2 separate regions of the Zea mays genome follow, and region 2 is linked to region 1. The links are chromatin contacts, called in public Hi-C maps. All regions are on one chromosome and are shown on one strand. The core of a region is the stretch at or near the end of the contact, and the rest is flanking DNA. Distances in the headings are between cores, read along the strand shown.

Region 1 (3,183 bases), core at 374-2,873:
GAATGGTCACCAGTTACCAGGTTACACTCTGGCAAGTAAACTTTCATTGTGTGACTTAATTGCGCCCACTCCAAGTATTCGCAAACAAGTGCAGTTAGTAACCTACCTGCAAGCAACAGAAATCCTAGAATGTAAAAATATTCCATGTTATGTGCAGCTTGCAAAACACATTGGTAAACTTAGTACTGAAAATCATTTAAGGTCAGCATAACAACCCTAAACATTTGAGATATCCTTGATGGGACTTAAAAACAACATAGACAATTAAACATTAACAACTAAATACATTAAGGGAATGCTTCTTTGAGTTGTCACTGGTACAGAAGCATTCAAATCAAAAGACTCATGCTAGTCATCAATCAGGAGAAAAAAAATGAGTATCTTTCAGGTTTAGTCCTAAATTGCTTGCTCAAACATGTCAGAATTTCCAGCGATGAAAAGATTATCATGCAGTAGAATATCAACCTTTGTCCTTCTGGAATATTTCAGAACTGTAGTATAAATTTTTATAGGTCAATATATGTGTGTATATGCATAGCCAGCATTAGAGACAAGCTTTCTCTCTCCCTCTCTTTTGTTTTGATAGCGAACCAGAGACAAGCTTTGGCTTCTGCGGGCATATTTGAAACAACCGATTAGTCAGCACATTCGAAAGGCAAACCTGAAGGTGAAGCATGCAGTTGCTTAGCCCGGTCATTACAGCTACCAAGCAAAGCAGGATTACCGCCATCATCATTCTCCATCACCCGATCCTCCTCTTCAATGGCTTCAAACACGCTTGCTCTTAGCTCAGCCTAGTCATGCAGCCAGAAACATCATCAAGAAAGGTGGCGGAAGCAGAAGTATGTGGCCATTATAACTATGTATTTATCCATGTTACACACAATCTTTTACAGCCCCCGCCCCACAACACACACACAAGAGAGCACTAAGAAGTGTAAGTACAGTAGTCACAACACAACACGAAATTTCCAGTAACGCAGACGTGTTTGCTCCTACTGTGCCAAGAATGAGCACACCAATTGGTGATGACAACTAGACCAACAAAATAATACGAGGTAAGTCTTTGCTTCAGCAATGTGAGAGCAATCTCATATGCTCCAAACGAGTTTTACCAAAATGAGCACACGAATTGGTAATGGCGACTAGAACAACAAACTGGACGAACGTGGTGAAAAAACTTTTCTTGAGCAATGCGTGAGCATTCTTCCATATTCCTAAACAAGAACCTACCCAACAGCCAAGGCGCTCAGAATGTGCACATTAGAAATTGGGGGAAAACATATGCGCGCATTTGGGGAAGGAAATTGCGGAAGCGAAGGTGTAGATCCCCAAACGGGAGGGCGGGAAAAGCTAGATCCTGGGGTGTGGGTGAGGCACCGGATCAATGAAGGGATGTGGAAATGAAGGAAAGAAGTGGTAAGTACGAACCCTAATCTTGGCGAGAACGCCCTTCTTCTCGAGGGTGCGGGTGACGAGCGTCTTCAGCTCCATCATCTCCCGGGCGTAGTCGTCCATCCCCGTCCGAAATGAAGCCTGGGGATGGCGAGCGGGAGCGCGGAGGAGCGGAAGAGGGAGCAGGAGCAGGTAGTTCTCCTCAAACAGCGAGAGAGAGGAGGGTGAAGGAAGATGGAGGAGCTCGAATTCGAAGATGGACACGAACGCGAGAGGTTGGGGAACGGGTTACAGGCTAGAGGTTGACTGACAGGTGGGTCCGACAACAGTACCTCTATCATGCAATGGGCATATATAAAATTTCATGATATTTAACCACACATGTAAAATATATGTAAAATCAAAATTATAGTAGTATGAATTAATCTAACATTTATTATCAACAATAGTCTTACTCTAGAGAATTTATAATCAATTGTCACCTACATATGTAAATTTGATCTCTTAACTCTGTGTTTGACCATGGGCAACTGCAAGTATAGGTGTACATTTGGGCCGCCCGGCCCGGTCCAAACTTGAAAAGGCCCATATTGTTTGAATTCCAGGCTAGCCCACGGCTCGGCCCGTAATTGCTTAAACGTGCCGGGCTCATTTCGGGCGGTCCGAAATTATAAAAGCCCGAAATTCACATCAAAGCCCGAAATTCAAAACAAATTTAATAAAACAAATAAAAGATAAGACAAATAAATTTGACAAAAGCAAACTTAATATTTGTATTAAGTTACCAGAGTTATGCAATGACTACCTCGTTTACAAATCATTTTGTTAAAAAGAAAAAGAGTATAATCAGCTCTATATAAAGTTCGCAAGTTCAGTTCATTATCTAATGTTCATAACAAAAATAAAATTATATCACATACTCTAATTCAAAGCTACAAAAAACATCTAACTAACATTATCTCTAGCTTTGTGTTCTTTATCAAATACATAAAAGTGTGGAATGAAGTATGATTTTAATAAATATGGGCATTTTGTGCCTCTATATGGGCCATTTCGTGCCTGCTTTAAACGGGTCGTGCTCGTGCCCGCCCATGTATAGGTGTACATTCGGGTCGTCCGGCCCGGCCTGGCCCAAGCCCGAAAAGGCCCAGCACGTTTAATTTCGGGCCGGCCCAGCCCAGTATTAAATTCAGGTCGTGCTGTGCCAGCCCACGGGCCGACCCCTCGGCCCACGGCCCGGCCCGTATTCAGCTAAACGTGTCGGGCTTTAAACAGGCGGCCCAAAAATAGTAAAGGCTCGAAATACAAAATTGGCCCGAAATACACATTTGGGCCCGAAAAACAAAACCGAGCCCAGAATACATAATTGAGCCCAGAATACAGAATCGAGCCCGAAATACACAAAAGCCTAAAATTGGAAACATACAATCAAATATGATCAGCAAACCAACAAAATAGAAGACAAACAATTTTTGACCAAAACAAACTTAATATTATTAGAGCTGTGCAATGACTGCCTCATTAAAAAACCCTTTGGTCAGAAGGGAAAAAGATTGCAGTTGTATTAGCTGATGCATTGTCCAAAGTGATGGAAAATACCTTATCAGACAATCCAAAATCAGCAATAACAGCTTTAACACGATCTGCAATATTAGCCCCATTATGAAACATCAATCAACCTCATACCAATTACCCTCTTTTCCAAAACCCAATCAACATTAACATAATGAGCAACCACACTAATATAATCTTCCTTAGCATTTCCAGACCAAATATCAGAAGTAAGAG
Region 2 (3,729 bases), core at 992-3,491, 290 kb after region 1:
ATGGGAAAAAAGGTTCTTACGGGATGCGTTGGCTCCACTATTTTTGATGACGTTGGGAAGTCCTCTGTCATAGATATCGAGGGAATAGCAAAGTTCGGGTGAGGCGGAGGTTCGTCCGAGGTTGCAACTGAGCCTTGTCTTGAGACTTGATGACGTGTGCCACAATCGACAGAGTGGTTTTCCATGAGATTCGCGGGGGAGCAGGTAGCCGAGGCCTGGTTCGGGCGAGGCGGAGCTTGCGCCCGAGGTTGAGTTTAGCGTCGAGCGAGGCGGAACTTGCACCCGATGTCTCGTCAGGAATTGTCAGACGGCGTGCACGTGTAATGATGTAGGTGAATCTTTGACAAGAATGTGGTTTTGTTGAAAGATTCACCTGCAGCCGACGTGACGTAGGTGCACACATTGAATGCGGTTGTCTCCCAACGGCCCTCGGGCAAGCTTTGTCTTTACCGCCTGAGGTAGGCTCGGACGAGACGGACATAGCCGTCCTGGGGTGAGGGAGCCTCAGCCGGGACGGAGATTCTCCTGAGCTTTCGTCCTGCCCAAGACAGGTCTCAGGCGAGGCGGAGTTTTAGGAAGGCCCCTGAGGGAGACCTTGGGCGAGGCAGAGTTTCGGTAAGACCCCCTGAGGGGGACCTCGGGCGAGGTGGAGTTTCGGTTCCTTGCGCTCGGAGGATGTATCTTGACGGAGTTCTTAGGATTTTAAGCGTGTTTTAGGTGCGTAATCTAGGTACCCCTATTTATCATACCCGACAACTATGTATCATTATATTAAAAAGAATATAAAAAGAAGTCTAAGTCTAGACAACTCTTAGTCCGTAGCTTACCTTATCTTCTATCATATTTTCTATTTTAAACTTCATATCTTATCTTCTATCATATTTTCTATTTTAAACTTAACTATGTGAAGAGTTCATATTTGCTATTTTAAACTTCCTATCTTATCTTATATCATATTTTATATTTTAAACTTAACTATGTAAATAGTGGGAAACTGTGTTTGAGCAATCATATATACGATGTACTAGAGATAGCCTATACCCGTCCCTAATAGAGGAATTCTCCGCGGGGAATCGGTGATCAGGTCTCCATTGTTATCTCTAATCTCTATATAACCGAACAAGGCCTTAAGGAGTGTTTGGTTTCGCTCAATTTAAATTTAGTTTGAATGACAGTTATGAGTAATAAATATAGTCTAATTATAAAACAAATAACATAGATGAAGACTAAGCATGCAAAACGAATTTAGTAAACTTAACTAAGCTTGCATTACGTGACACGAATTAAACTTTAGTCAGAAAACCAAACATCCTCTTAGTGTCGTGTAGAGCCACCAACCCATATTAAAGACATCGAAATTAAAGACATCAATTTACAACAGACCATACAACCAAAACTAAAATTAAATACTTCAATCTTATTGTATAGTAAACCTGTGGTGATCAATTTCAAATGATACTGAATCGGTACTGATGTTTTGTCTTCTAATTTAAACTCCGTTAAAATGACGTTGGGTTCTGTTCCGTTGTATATCCGGACGCCTATAACGAATATTTTAAGCCTTCGAAAGTGGTTGCTGCTATCTAACTCAAGTTTAGTTCGTGTCAAATTAAACATTTGAATATCAATTTTGAGTATTAAATATAGACTTTATTAGATTTAATAAATTTGTCTAATATTTCAGTCTTTATTTTTATAATTATTTTTACAATTAGATTATATTTAATGTCAGTAGCAAAGGGTTCTACGTAGTTGAACACGAAGGAAAGCAACAAGTAGGTGGGAAAACGAACGAGGAGCTGCAACAGAAAGCTGGCTTGGGCCGTCGTGTATTTAGGCCCAGTAAGACATATGATCCATGTAAAGCCTGCGTAAGAGAGAAGAGAGGGTTTAACTACGTAGATGACGGCTAACGCTGATGACGGCAAGGTAAAGACACATGTTATTCGGTTATTCTTCGTATCTTTTTCTTCTTCCCCACGCTATCTTCCTCCTCTGAGCATAATAGCAGTAGTAGACGGCTAACGTTTAATATCCCATGATTATCATGCAAATATTTGATGTGTAGAGACTGAATTTTAGTCGGCGATATTGTGCTCGTATTTGTAGCTAAAATCAACGACCGCGACGAAACTGGCCAAATCGCAACAGGAACGCGCCGCCACAGTAACGGTAGCGCGCGAGAAACCCGTGCCGTCGCATCGACCCCGCAAAACGACATATCGATCGACTCCTCCCGTTGCGGCCGACCCCGCGGCCCCACCGCACCAGCGAGCCGCCCGCACGGGGAAGCACACGCATCTCCGCGCGCCACGGACGCCCGAGGCCTCCCGTCGCGGTGGTCGCTTTCGGCCCTGGACCCCGCTGCCGGAATCGAATCTCCTCCCCTCCTTTCTCCTCCGACCTCCCCCTTCCCCCCCTCCGCGGCTCCGCCCCGACCCGTGACGCCTCGCTTCGCACCCCTCTCGCATCTCCGCCGCATCTCCGCCGCGATCCTCCCGACTAGCCGCGACTGCCTCCCCTCCAGCGGCCAGGTAGGGGCTCCACCTCATCGTCGCCCTCCCATTTATCCACCTCCTACTCCTCCCCGATCTGGAGATTCGGCGATGCGCTTGGATTTCGGGCCATTGGTGCTACCTGTTTCGATCTGGAAGCGTGCGAGATGCGGTGTGTAGCTACCACACAGATCCGTGAGCTCTCGAGCGTTTGATTGCGTCCTGGTTGTTCAGGGGTTATCCTATTTCTAGACGTCAATCGGGTGGGGGGCGTGGGAAAGTGGAGTTAATTTCGGTGGAGATGTTCGTTTTTACTTAGAATTAGAATTCCCTATTACCAATTGGAAGTGCGGACACAATCTCAGATGGACGAACCAGCTGGATCTGGCCTGCTCAAATGGAACCGCGAGCTTTCATTGCGCCTGGTGTGATATGCATGTGAATTTCAGTGGTTTCCTTCGCGTTTCCTTAATCATATCTCGGTTTGTTTGGAACTTAGGCAGAGGATGGAGGGGGCAGGCAAGGATGGCAACCCGTTGAGGAATTATCGGATTGGCAAGACTCTCGGAATTGGCTCATTCGGGAAGGTGAAAATTGCGGAGCATATCAGCACTGGACACAAGGTGGCAATCAAGATTCTCAACCGCCGTAAAATCAGAGGCATGGAGATGGAAGAGAAAGGTTGGTGTCTCATCTAATGGATACTCGTGTTGCCCTGCTAAGCTTACTGATTGAATATAGAGTTTTGTATTGAATATACACAAACATTTTCCATGGTGATTTCACTTTTATCCATAGAGTAATTAATTTTTGAGGAATATGCTATTATCTGCTATAGTGGTATGTGTTAAGCTTCTATACCGCTGTTATAGTGATTGAATTTCTCTCGTGGCATACTTAGGGTTAGGGGTGGTAATGGACCACGATCCAAATGTTTCTTCACAATTCATTTGAGCCCTTAATTAATTTTAGATTAGATAAAAAATGAATAGAGATAAGAGTCCAATCCTAATCCGATCTTATCCTTAAATTTTATAGTGTAAAATTTAGAGCCCATGACCACCCTAGCCATATTATATGGCATGACACTTTATGTGCACAATTGCAACAGATACAAGCAAGTGGGCCACTGTTTTCTTGCTGTTCATCTGGAAGGACAAGATTGCACATTTCTTTGTAATGTTAGTTGGGACCAGTAATTAGAAACCTTTAGCTACTCACCCATTGCAATGAT

The links. A called contact is a pair of places that touch in the nucleus more often than the background predicts.
Region 2: a Hi-C map of ear shows a contact between it and region 1, with 1.8 times the contacts expected there. The contact joins the promoter of LOC103647175 here to the promoter of LOC100193953 in region 1. A contact is called at or near these places in 2 of 25 Hi-C or Micro-C datasets (ear and endosperm).

The regions. Positions count from the first base shown.
Region 1 is chr2:158,217,861-158,221,043 of Zm-B73-REFERENCE-NAM-5.0, forward strand. LOC100193953 reads right to left here and starts at 1,624. Exons shown (of 8, transcript NM_001359358.1): 1 at 1,432-1,624; 2 at 662-794; 3 at 18-106. The coding sequence starts at 1,518.
Region 2 is chr2:158,503,911-158,507,639 of Zm-B73-REFERENCE-NAM-5.0, forward strand. It overlaps LOC103647175 (SNF1-related protein kinase catalytic subunit alpha KIN10-like), which reads left to right and starts at 2,242. Exons shown (of 11, transcript NM_001301590.2): 1 at 2,242-2,534; 2 at 2,995-3,176. The coding sequence starts at 3,002.